Linked DNA regions of Anser cygnoides: region 2 is linked to region 1. Evidence: chromatin contacts called from public Hi-C data. All regions are on one chromosome and are shown on one strand. The core of a region is the stretch at or near the end of the contact, and the rest is flanking DNA. Distances in the headings are between cores, read along the strand shown.

Region 1 (5,982 bases), core at 3,030-5,529:
GCCTTGTAACATATTGACAAATCCCTCACCAAACTGAAATGCAAGTTGCAACTTGAAAAGCTAGTACATGCAAACACTTGCAAAATAGACCCTACAGCACTAATTCCAGCACTGCTAAGCCAACTAGGATCCTATTCCTTTGCATGAAGCACAGATAGCTTTTTTTTTTTTCCTGAGAAATCATCTCCCAAAGCAAAATTGCAGAGTTTTTTCCCAGTTCTATTAAGGAAACATGCCAATTTCAGGCTTCCAACAGGGAAAATGAATAATAATAATAAAAAAAAGAGTTTATAAATTATGAAAAGCAAGTTGACAGTGTGTCCTTATAAATATGAAGATTACCTATGCTACCCTCATGAATCTGAAAAGTCACAGTTCTAAAAAAATGGTAAAAACTACAGATTCAGCAAACTGAAAAATAATGGGCAGGTTTTGCTGACCAGGGAATAGTCTGCAATTTAGTTCTTTTCTTGTTTAACATTTACTGTATATTTCACCATCCAGAAATATTATTATGTTTACAGGAAAAGCCCCATTTTCCACAGAAAGGTCCCACTATTGACGATATGAATATCACAGTGAAATACAGTCTGATACCTTGGAATATCCTCTGAATCTATTTAAAGTCCCCAAGGAAAATCCTCTTTTTCTAAAAACAAAGATATTTGTTATGTCAGCCACTATATATTGACACACAGATATATATGAGTGTGTGAGTCTGTATGAAAAAGTCACACATACAGTTTCTTGTTACTATCGCTGGTGGCTCACCAAATCACAGTGTTTGGAAAGTTTACTTATAAACAGCCAGAAGGGTTGGCTTAAGAAATGCATAAACACAAATAAAAGTGTGTCCTTTTTCTCATCCAATGCCTGTGTATATAGTACATTTCACAATATAAACTATCCCGATCTCAGCTGAAGATTCAAGGCACTGCTACTAAAGTTCATCTTGCCCTAAGCCACAGCCAACTCTCTGTGTTGATAGTCACTAGAATCACCATACCCTAAGGTGTCTCATCCAATAAGTGGCCTGAAATGACAGAGAGCCTTAGTCCCAAACTGAGAAGAAAGTTTGTTCTGTTACCAAAAATCAGTTTAAAACTTCAATGTCAATTAAATTTGGCAGCTTATGGAGCTTATGGAGCTTATGACAGTGCGTATTTTGATTAGGAGCACAAACAATGTTGAAATGGATCATTTAATGTTTTCAAAACTTCCTCCTCAGCGATATATGGGGGCTGAGAATTAAATTGAAAATCCAAGAAAGGGAGGAGAGTTAGAGTTCCCTGCACATTTCCTTGTTACATCTGTTAATACAAGTTTGGTTTTCTTGGGAATTATTTTTTGAAACACACCAAGTTTTCTCCATTAGTGCCGTATAAATATCATCTCCAGTGCAGAACCTGGAGGGAGTTCAGGAGTATGACTTAATCAGAATAACTAACATGTATTCAGAAGTTTGGTTTGGAAAGTAGCTGAGAATACTGAATAGATTCAGCCAGTCCTTCTTTGATTAAACAGCTCTGTACCTTACAAAAAAGCAAGTTGTCTTCACCATAGCACTAATCTTTTCAATCTGAAAAGGTGCTTACTAGATATAGCATTCATCTTCAAAGTCCTGCTAAATTTTGGACACAGACAGAGAAATGCTGTAAGAAAAAAAAAAAAAAAAAAGGCTAATAATTTTGAATTATTGAGCAAGGTCAAAATATACATTTCCAATTTGGGAGATGAAAAATTTTCTCTTAGAATAATTTTCTGCAGGGGAAAAAAAAAATAAATCACTTTTCCTTAAATAGACCCATTCTATAGAAAAAAAAAAATTGTTTTGTTTCCCAAAGTTTGATTTTCTGTCAGGGAAGCTGAAATGATACCTCCTGTAAGCCAACCTTGAAAGTTTTTGTCCAGTTTAGATTAAAGCCTGCAAATTAATCCCCCCATGCAAAGCTGGAACTATAACTGCCTTATATGGATAAACAAGGTTAAAAGCACAGAAGAATACTGTGAAACAGCTGTCTCCTAAGGAAATAACCCAGCTGGAATCAAACCTGAAAGATCTCACAGTGTCCTCCTGACACTTGGTAGAAGCCTGGAGGATACCTAAATGTAGGAGAATGTGCCTAGCAATGAATGGGAGAAAGAAACAAAAAGCTGTCTCCCAGAAAAGTGGGAGATATTTTGGGGCATAGATTTCAGCTTCATGCCTGAATCCTACCCTGGGGTTAACTGCCTTGTCTACTGTGCCTGGTAGATCCTGAAAATATTGCAGGGTTTAAGGGACCCCAGTACCAGTATGCAGGAAAATATTTTCAGCTCAGCAGATGCTTTTTCCTTCAGTTGTTTGTTTTTTTTTTTTTTCCCCTTAAAATTTACACCCTGAGGGGTTTTCTGGACTGTCATGTGCAGTTTCACATCCAGTGATCATCTACCCATATCAGGTCTGGCTAATTCAAGACTTAGTCACAGCCCAGCTCAATCTGAGCAACTGGAGAATGGCATCGAGAAGTTGTAAATCACACTGGTTGCAGTATCTCATTATCCCTTTGCAGATCATTTGACTTTGTTATGTTTTATGAAAAAAGGTTTTGTTGTGAAACACCCAAATCAAAGTTTTGAAAGTTTTTTTTGTCATAACAAACAAACAAAAAATAGCAAACACATTTTATGATTTTTTGTTGTTGTTAAGCAAAAATAAAAACTGTATCATTTTTCTACAAGTCTTTGCTTTGTCTCCTAAAAATGCCACCTAAGGGCAATAGAGAGTGAAATGCTTCCTGTGAAATTCCATAAAATGAATTAATCCTACCTATGAAAGTAAGGGGTGCAATACTCAGCCCAAACCACTACTTTACCCAGGCACACAGGTTGTGAAGATATGTCTATCTACTGCGGGGTCCTGGAGGGAAGGGTAGAGAATCACAACAAAAAAAATTTGGCTTGGGGTAGCAAAGATTTTGGGGAACATGACCCACCAGCTTCCCACTTCGTGTCCAACTTCCCCATGCAGCAGCTTCACGAGTGGTTAAAGCAGGGTGAAAACAGAGGCACAACACAATGAATGCTCCCGTTGTGAACTGCAATTGGAGTTTGTCATCTTATCTCTGAGCTGCCCTGTGTTTTCTCCTTTCTCGTTCTCGTGTTGAACATCAGACTTGCCACAGGGTGCATTTCCCTGTTACAGAACACCTCAACTTTCCTAGTCCAGCCTTTTACGAACAAAGCTCAGAGCCCCCCACCACAATTTGGGCCTTGTCAGGGTGTTAGCAGCTCCCCACATCCTGGATGTATTGAGGAACAAATCCAGAACAAATCCTGGGGGATCAGAGAACTGCTTTCAAAAGCAACTTGATCGGCAAGTTTGGTTTTGTCCCGCATTTGTTCCACGGCTTGGAAGGTGGTGCGTACAACGCAGCGTGACGGACCGCCTGCAGGCTGCCGGCCGTGCCAGGCGCCTGGAGCAGGGGCAGAGGGGTGTTTTGGGGGAAAATTCCTGCCCTTCCACCCAAACCTACCCAGACCTTGTTCCTTAACCTCCAGCGACTCAGTTGGCTTGGGCTACGGGCAGGGGTAAGGGAGGAGGAAGTTGGGCTCCGAAAATTGATTTCATTCCAGGTAATACTTCTTTACACAACAATCTGTTCCTTTCAGAAGGACGCAGATTAGGGAAGTATTTGGTCAAGGGGCAGTAGAGGGCACTCCAGGCCAGATCAGGTTAAGTTTTGGTCACTTTATCTCTTCTTGTTGACGTAAAGGCTCGAGGCCATGGCCTGGGGTTTTCCTGCAGAAATGTGTTTACAAGCAGGTCAAGGACTTGCAGACAGATAACCATTAGCAAAACAACTTTTCTATTGACAAAAGAGCACAGAATAGTGCGTTGGCAGATGAATTATCTTGGTTTGTTTAAAAAAATAAAAATAAAAGGAGAGAGAGAAAAGTTAAATCAAAGAGCTGTACCCCAGCTGGTTCTCACGACCAGGTTTTCCAGCAAGGATTTAAGATTGTGACTTGCTCCCCATCCACTTACAAAATGACACGGAGGACTCATGCCAAAGTGCTGCATTTGGTAATAAATCGAGATGGGATTTACTGCTGGTCAGCAAGTGTGCAAGTCTTGTTAGCAGATTTGTTAACTCTGATTCTGCCTTCAAATTGGAAATGTGTGCTAGTCCCCAGCCTGTGCAGCTCACCTGGAGTCAGGTTTCCTCCTAAACTTCACTCCTCCCAGCCCCCAGCAGGTTCATCGAAAGGTTTTGCCAAAGTTCACGAGCCATTCAAGCAGACCCCGGCCGATTTATGGGTTTCGTGCACAAAGCACACAGGAGCAGCTCTAGGAAACCTTAAGCAAGCAGGCTGAGTTTCGCCCCAGCGTTTGGTGCCCATTCAAAACCCTCAGCCTTGAACCTTAATGTTGACCAGTGCTGATATTACCATAACGCCTTTTTAGATAAAAGCATGTTCTATATGCACACACAAAGGCAGGATTTTAAACAGCCAGGAATACGACAATCAAAAAAATGTAAGAAAAAATATTCACAAAAAATGCCACGAGAGCTATGGTTATTTGCTACCTGTCAGCCAGGGTTAGGATATAACCAGTGGGGGAAGTGGCTTCTCGGAAAGCCTTGTTCAATCCTACTGGAGGAATTTGTGGTCTGTTCTGTATACAGTTTGTGGTGTCTGAGTCATGACCTGACTCCAAGAGACTCTGGATGTTAGATGACAAACGCTGTCTCTCTGACGGAGGCCTCGCATTAGTCAGAAACCAAATGTGTGTGCACTCGGGAGAGCTGGGACATATGATGCCCAAACAATAAAGAAAGCAAAACAACATGAGCTAAGCCAACTGGAATCAGCAGAAGAGGATTCTGGCTGTCCAAGAGGGTTAAGATTCAGCCAGCAGTGTGAGCAACTAGAGGGAAAGGCTGCTGTGTGCCTATGGGTGCACATCCACGTCTGCATTTCTACACATCATATGGGAAAAGTGAAATTATTCTCAAGGACATCCTGCAAACTGGGGAGAAGTGCAGATGGGATATCTCAGAGCTGTCTCATTAAAATAGTGACCCTTGGTTTGCTTTTCTTTGCATTCCTTTTGTCCTTCCCTCCCCACCCGTCTCTAGCCCATGCACACGCACCCAAGCGGTTGGTGCGTCGGCGCGGGGTCAGGAGGTTCTTGCAAACTTCTTCTCCCCGTGGAAGCGGGACAATGCGGCATGTGCATGCTCAGCAGCCAAATACCATTCAAAACCCCTGCCTTCCCACCAGCCCTCCCCTTTAAAGAGACCGCCACTGTGAAAGAAGCTGCTTTTCCAAGGAAGAGTGGCCCTGTCAATTAATCGCGACACGAAGTGCCACTCAACTGCAGGCAGTTGTGTTCCCACTTCGCCAGTGCCACTTCCCTCCAGCCCCATTAATACTATTAAAAACTCAATAAATGTTTCTATCACCTTTGTTTAAATCAAATTCCTCTAAGAAGTGTAGCTATTAAAAATACCTGTAAACTCTTCCTATTAAAATGACATTTTAAAAGGCTTGATTTGAACATGGCTATGTCACTTAAAGTGGAAAAGTTTCTGTGAGTTCCCTTCCAAGCTGTTAAAGATTAGCTTGATGTAGATAAGACTATTCCCCAAACTCATTATCTGTCTTCAAAATGCACCTTAAGGACTACTTAATAAAGTCAAGGTTACATGAAGAGTATTTCAGTGAAAACCAGTGAATGACTATTAATAAATCTGCATTACAGATTGGTTATTTTGTCTCTGTCTTTCATCTGAGCAATAGATGATCCTTCTGTTCTTTTTTTAACAGTAAGCATGTGTTGCCTCCTTATACAGGTCACCAGTGAATCAGCGGCAGGAGCAGCAGAGACCATTTCAGCATGTTTACAATTAATGTGATATAAAATATTTTTCAGAGAAGAGTCACTTACCTCTGACCAGTATGAATGTACCAGGCCAAGCTTACATTTACAAAGAC
Region 2 (6,602 bases), core at 3,792-6,291, 220 kb after region 1:
ACAAAGGCTGCTAAGCTAGAGAACACGAAGTACCTCCTGCAAGAAGGCTTTGGCAGACAGGTTTGCTAGGGGGAGGGACAGGGGACAGAAAACCCACCAAATGTCACCTGCACACAGCAGACGTGTTGTGGGACAATATTCCTTCTTGCCCAAATCCAGCACAATTCCCAATCCCCAGTCACCATGCCAAAACTACAAATCCCTTTGAGCAACCTTCCCTTGGTTTTGGATGACCCCACTTGGGACGACACCAAGAGTGAGCTACCAGGCAAAGAGCACATCACAGTGATGCTCCACAGGCCCAGTGGTGGCAAAAACATTACCTCAGTATTTTGTGGTTTTAGTGCTTCCATATCTACAGGAGCACTGAGAGCACCTCAAACTAATTAATAAGCTGCTCTGTATCATTGTGTGTTGCCTTTCTTTTTCCCCTTTGATTCACACACAATTATTTTTAGAAAAAGAAAAAAAAAAAGTTTCCTAAAAAAACACAAAGAACTGAGATCTGGCACCGCTTATCTGCTCTGCTCATCACCTCAGTGGCGTATTAGGTTTGTGGGAAGGGGGGGGAGGGAGAAAATGTGGAGGCTGCCCTCACTGCTGTCACCTCCCTAACCCCAAAACCTCCCAGGTCCTCAGCAAGCCCCAAATCCCTTCCTTCCTCATGCTAAAAGCCCTGGCAGTTACATTCACAAAATCCTGGTGCGTATCTATGACCTGTTCACTGTCCACTTTCCATCGGGTTTTATAAGGGGCAGATGTTGCTACAAGGCAGCTCACTTTTACAGGCTGTCTGTGGGTGGCATGTTCCTGGACTCACTGACTTGATGGCAATTCTGACTTTAGGCTGTAGGCAGCATCAGATATTTGGCAAAGGTGTTGAGTTCTTGGGCAATTCTGGGCCAAAATAAGTGACCTGAAGAGAACATTTTAATTCCTGCTAATTACGGTATCCCTAAATTTGCTCTAGTGTTTTTTCAGGGTTGAATTTAGCAAAGGTAAGAGTGCAGAAAGCCACTCACACTTTTCTGCTTGGGCACTGAGCTCTGACACGCTGGCGGATGCTGTCTTTCATTATTAACTTTGGCAGCATTTAAATTAAGCAATATCTTGACAGGGGAAAGGAGGTGAATGAAGAGCCCTGGGAATATTTTTTTCTCCTGTTTAATTGTACTGCATTTGATGCATTCCAAAAACACTAGAAAATCTGCTCTTTGGAGACAAAAAAAAAAAAAAAAAGAAAAAAAAAAAGTTTATAAACCCCAACTAGCTGAGGTAGTTTGGCAGCACATAGAAGGATAGAGAATTATCATCTGTCCAGGGAAATCCACCCCCCACTTCTCCCAACCCTCTTTCAGCTGGTGCATGCAAGATGTTCCTGCTCACTTCATCCTCAAACATTTAAACACTTTGAGGACCACACACCTACAGCGCGTTATTTGCAAGGCTTTCTGAGCCGAAATCCAGAGTGAGTGCATGTGTATCTGTGGGTGGGAATGGCTGGATAATGTTACCATGATAGCTGATGATAATATTTCTACCAATTGTTAAGCTTCCTAAGTCTCCACTTTGTGAACGCTTCGGCGTATCGTTTTCTGAAAAAAATGCAGCCTTCCTTGCCTAGGGAAAGGTCCGAGTCAATAATGCGTTCATGCGAGATTATCTAGGAGCCTCTGATTTACTCCAGAGGGGAAAAAAAAAAAGTCTCCCCTACACAAATGCACCTTTCTAAACACTTCAGGGGTCGCATGGTTCACTGCAGGATTGTGTCAGTACAGCCATAAAATAAGGCGGCAGCTCAGGCTGTCTCAGGCTAGCAGGATAGCAGGTACAGCAGAAACACAGATGTGGTGTAGCCTGAGCTGTTTGAAAGTGGCCGCTTGCTTGGGATCATTCTGCTTTTGTTCCAAATAGACATTAGGAAAATGTGGGAGGGATGAAGGAGTGCATTTCTTCAGCGTTTCAGGAAAAAAAAAAATAACAGTGTGGGAGTAGAGATAATTTTGATGAGTCAAATTCCTAATTCCCTTCAGACCTGTAAAGTCAGTAGGATTTGCTTCACTTTCATCTTAATATGCAAAGTTGGGTGAAGTTAGAACAAAGGAAGGTGGAAAAAATAAATGAGCCTGTTTTTACAAAGTGAGTGTAAGGAAGAGCAAAAACACCAGCAGTCTTCTTGGGGTCAGGACAAAAACAAAAGCAAACTGTTCCTCTGCATAACATACTATTTATCTGGGAACACTCATTCAGGCCCCGTCTTCTGAGAAGTACTCTGCTCATCTTTTTTCCATTTCCTCTGCCATGGTGACTCCGCTGGGCTGCAGTATGTCTTGAGCAAAGCACAATATCCTCTGGGACTTTGTCAAAAATATTGTTCAAGACCAACTTAAGGCCCAATTCTTCTGGCTGTATCATGCTTTTTTCATATTTTCTATCAGTTCCTCTTCTTCCTCCACTGCATCAAGGCGCAAAATTCTTGTTTTAATCCAAGGACGCTTCCCAGTTGGGCCCCCCCACAACCATTCCTTCATCTCAGTCGTTTTTGTCCTGAGCTCAACCTGACTATCCACTTCTCCCTCAAGCAGGATTAGTCTCAGAGCTTCCCAAACTCCATAAATTAACTATAGTTTCACCCGTCAAAACAATCCACCACACACTAATTCTTCAACACATAGAAAATCATTACAATGCTCATTACAATTACAAAATTATACACACAATAGCATTTGTTAAAGCATCCTTTTAATGCTTTCAGTTTTCCATGTTCTTCTGTCTCCTGCTTTCCCTTCTGTCTTCTCTTTTTCCCCAAGTCTTCTGCTTTCTTACACCTTTGGGCCTGCTCCAAAATCCAGTAAGTTACTGGAAAGTCTGATTTCTGAGGCTTTATGGATCAAGCACTTATCACACCACTTCTTTTGAGACAGGGATTCATTTACTACAATTCCCAATTTATCTTGAATTCAGTCCCCAGCTTTCCCTAACTATAGCTATCATGCTCAATGGTTTTGTTCCCCAAGCTCTGCACGAGTGATCTGGGTAGCCCCAGGGCACAGGACTTCCTTTAAGAGATCTGTGAGAATTTAGAAAAGTAAACCTATTGTTAGGATGTTTAAATTTACCACTGAAGAGAAAATTCCTATGGATTCACAATTCAAAACAGGAAGAAAAATCACTGTTGCACATATTTGCAGATTGCCTGATACTAAAAGGTTCCAACTTCAATAAAAACATCTGGATTCTACTGTAAAATAAACAGTAATAATTATACTGTTCCTATCATCCTGCTAGGCCCCAATACTCCTATCCTGAGAGCTCTGCTGGTTCAAAGGAGCACTCCTGAACCTTATAAAAGTCAGTCCATGCACAAGAGGAAAAAGCCAGCTCTAAGGAAAAGCTAAGCAATAGCAATGAATCACACGGTTCGTTCGGGAAGCAGAGAACTCTGGTTGTGTTTATCTTTTATACGAACAAGTTCCCTGGCATAGGTCCCTATTTTATTTTATTATTTTTTTCCCAAAGGCCCATCCCCTGTCACGGCAAGCCCCCAGCTGACAGCCTCATTGTCCTGTCGTGGAAAGTCATGATAGATGGCTGCACCGCGACCCTTTTAGACGGTGCGTGTTCATATTATGCTCAGAGACTTTTTTTGATCAATAGTCCATTCAAACCTTTTCACTCGTGATTACACAGAAACATATTTATGCTTACAATATATGTAAGTATAAATAAGTGGCTGGAGAATTAAGACAAGCAAAATGACTTTGAGAGGTTTCAGCATTTCGGAACCCAAAGCAGAGGTATCTTCTGAGTAAACTTGGGCATTTGCAGCATATGCAATATTTTGTAATATTTTAGTCAAAGGAAGAACAGCCAGAATATTTTCATTGTGGGGAGCAGGGAGACTTTAAATAACTAGTTTTTGATACTAGCCATATTGCACTTCACTTTTCCTCAGCACAGAATGCCAGCTTGTTTCTTCAAATTAAGACAATATGCTTATAGTGATGAACCTTATTGGCCATCTATCTTCCTTTTGTAATCTGGCTCTCATCAAGCTGAAATGAAGCCATTTCTTCTGACTGTGGCTGATTAAACACAGAGTAAACCTAGATCTCTGAGGAGGCTCTAATGATTCTCCACAGGCCTAGTGTCAGCCCGGCACCTGCAGCATTCAGCTTCCCCATTTCCATCATAAAATGAAGCATCTGTTACGGAGAAGTGTTATCTTTTTATCATCGCTGGTATCTTTCTGTTTGAATTCACCTACCCCATTTGGTATAAATTACAGCCATTTCATACGTAATGAATGGTCACACAGGATGCACTCTGGTTATTGGGGGTTAAAAGGGCACAAAATCCTTTACTAAACCTTTATTTAACTTGGTGAAAGTTAAGACTACATGGCTTGTGTAAAACCTTCTTTCTTACAACAAACAGGAGGAAATACTTATCACAGCTTAATGCTGAAGCATTTTGATATTGCTTATCTAAATACTGGCCTTTGAGTTTTTTTGGAAGTGATTTGTGTGGAAACATTATTAGTTGCAGGGAAAAGAAACAGAGAAACATGTCCATGCCAAAGACATTTCTGTCTCGGTAACTTGATTAACTACAAGCCTGAAATGTAAAAGTAGACAAGATTTGTTTGCTAGAAAGGATAGTTGCCAACTTAGAACCTGCTGCAAATCCCACAGAAGTCAATTGGCATATTTTCAATGATTTCAACAGTATTTGTTTGGATCAGGCCAAAGATCAGCTAGCGGTTTACATTTTGTGTGGTCCACATGCTCCTCTACATTTTACCTTCTTGTTTTCCATTTGAGCTTAAAAGGGCAACTTTGTCTCAGAAACAGTTTGTTTTCTGCTGGTGGGGATTTAGGATAACTTTGCCAAGCGTTTCATTGTCACCCGCCTACAACATGGATAGTCTGGACAACTTCACATCTCAAAGAATGAAAGGAAACTTCCCAATACGCTCACTTGGAAGCAAAACTCTGCTCATTGCTTCTTGAAGTACTGTGGGAACCAAATGGTTATAAAACCACAACCAAGTAATTGCCACCTATTAACATGTGGCTACAAGGTATGGAGGTGGGGGCAACAACTGCACAAGGGTCTTCCTGGTCAATGAGTGATAGATGTTGCTGGAACATAACAACCTCTTTGACTACATCTGAAGATTGCAAATGAGAGGCAGCCTTCCGTGGTCAATGTTGTAAATATAAAGTCTTCAGTAAACTACAGAACAGCATAGAGATGCTTTAAAGTAGCTAGCTCGGGTACTGCTGTGAGTGAGGCTGCTTGGAGGAGAGCAGAGCTCAGCACCACCTATCTCCTGGCAAAATCTTGGGGTGTTGAATCACTGAGGTGTTAAACCAGAAGAGGGCAAGCAATTACGGTCCAAAGTGTTTCACACCATCACATGCCATGCTCTGAACAGGACAGGCCCCCACTCAAGACACTACAATTTACAGTCCAGCATTAATAACATGCTTTAACTTTTGTTCAGTCCTGAAGTGGTCAGTGGACTTGATGATCTCTGTAGGTCCCTTCCACATGAACTATTCTATTTCATGGTCCAGTAGTTTCCCTGGGCTCCACATTTATCTCATATGATGAAAGCCAACATGATGTCCACCAGGTCTGCCTGAGATTTCTTCTCTTTTTTATTAACAGGTATAGAAGATGTAATACACATAAAGTAGTGTTACCAGGGTTCTCTTGCATTATAGATGTTGAGTGATCAAAAGGGAATTACAGTCACAAAAAAATACAACCACTTTGGTGGATCTTTTGCCTAGTTAGTTTTCATAACACATCACAGCTGAAATAATTCAACTGCATAAAAGTAATTTAAAAGTGTGTATTTTATTGTCAGGTTTAAACTTTCAAGTACCTGTTACCTACAAAGAGCCAGGGGAAAGGGGCTTAATGGACCCACTGGGGAAAAAAAAAACTTGTGAAAATAGGGAAGAGTGAGCAATTTTGTGCCAACATGCATTTTCATGATTGTTTTGCAAGCCTGCTTTATGTGGCCACTTTCTGCCAATCCATTCTGTAGCAAGCAAAATCATATTGTCCTATCACAAGAGCACACTTGTTATTCAAAATAATTAGGACATGAGTCATCTTAGTATCATAGTTGGCATTAGTGATATATGGGGCTGATGACTGATGAGTCCAATGAACGTTTGACTCGTGTAGACTTAAAATATGCAGCTGAAAAGCTCAGTTAATTCAGAAGAGACACAGCATAGCAGCGATAGCATCTTGTAAAAGCAAGATCCAAGACAAGTAGAAATGCAGTAACACTAGTGATGAAAACAGCTGAGGTCTTCAGATTTTGCAAAGCAGCCGAAAAATGGAAGAACTTTTTCATTAAAAAAAATCAAAACTCACGTGTTTTCCACTTGAAAAGGTCCAAAATATAATAATTTGATTTTTTTTTTTACTGTTTACATGATATTTTTTGCAAGTGCTGGAATTATTTTTGTTCCCTGTCCATTTCCTCTCATTTTTCCTTTTTGTTAGTGTAGTTGAATAAGTGAATGATATCCAAAATTTCAGTTTGGTTTGGAAAAGTTGTAACAGCAGAAAGAAAA

What was found. Hi-C and Micro-C count contacts between places; a contact is called where the count stands out from the background.
Region 2: a contact with region 1 is called in a Hi-C map of liver, with 8 times the contacts expected there. The contact joins two enhancer-like sites. A contact is called at or near these places in 2 of 7 Hi-C or Micro-C datasets (both in liver).

What each region holds. Positions count from the first base shown.
Region 1 is chr11:5,576,913-5,582,894 of Taihu_goose_T2T_genome, reverse strand. No RefSeq gene overlaps it. Among named protein-coding and RNA genes, the nearest start is that of NR2F2, 280 kb to the right of the region's middle. Within about 2 kb of position 4,279, at least 1 of the 3 cell types and tissues checked has open chromatin away from gene starts, as enhancers often do. A contact at or near this core is called in liver, where this site is marked.
Region 2 is chr11:5,356,055-5,362,656 of Taihu_goose_T2T_genome, reverse strand. No RefSeq gene overlaps it. Among named protein-coding and RNA genes, the nearest start is that of NR2F2, 64 kb to the right of the region's middle. Within about 2 kb of position 5,041, at least 1 of the 3 cell types and tissues checked has open chromatin away from gene starts, as enhancers often do. A contact at or near this core is called in liver, where this site is marked.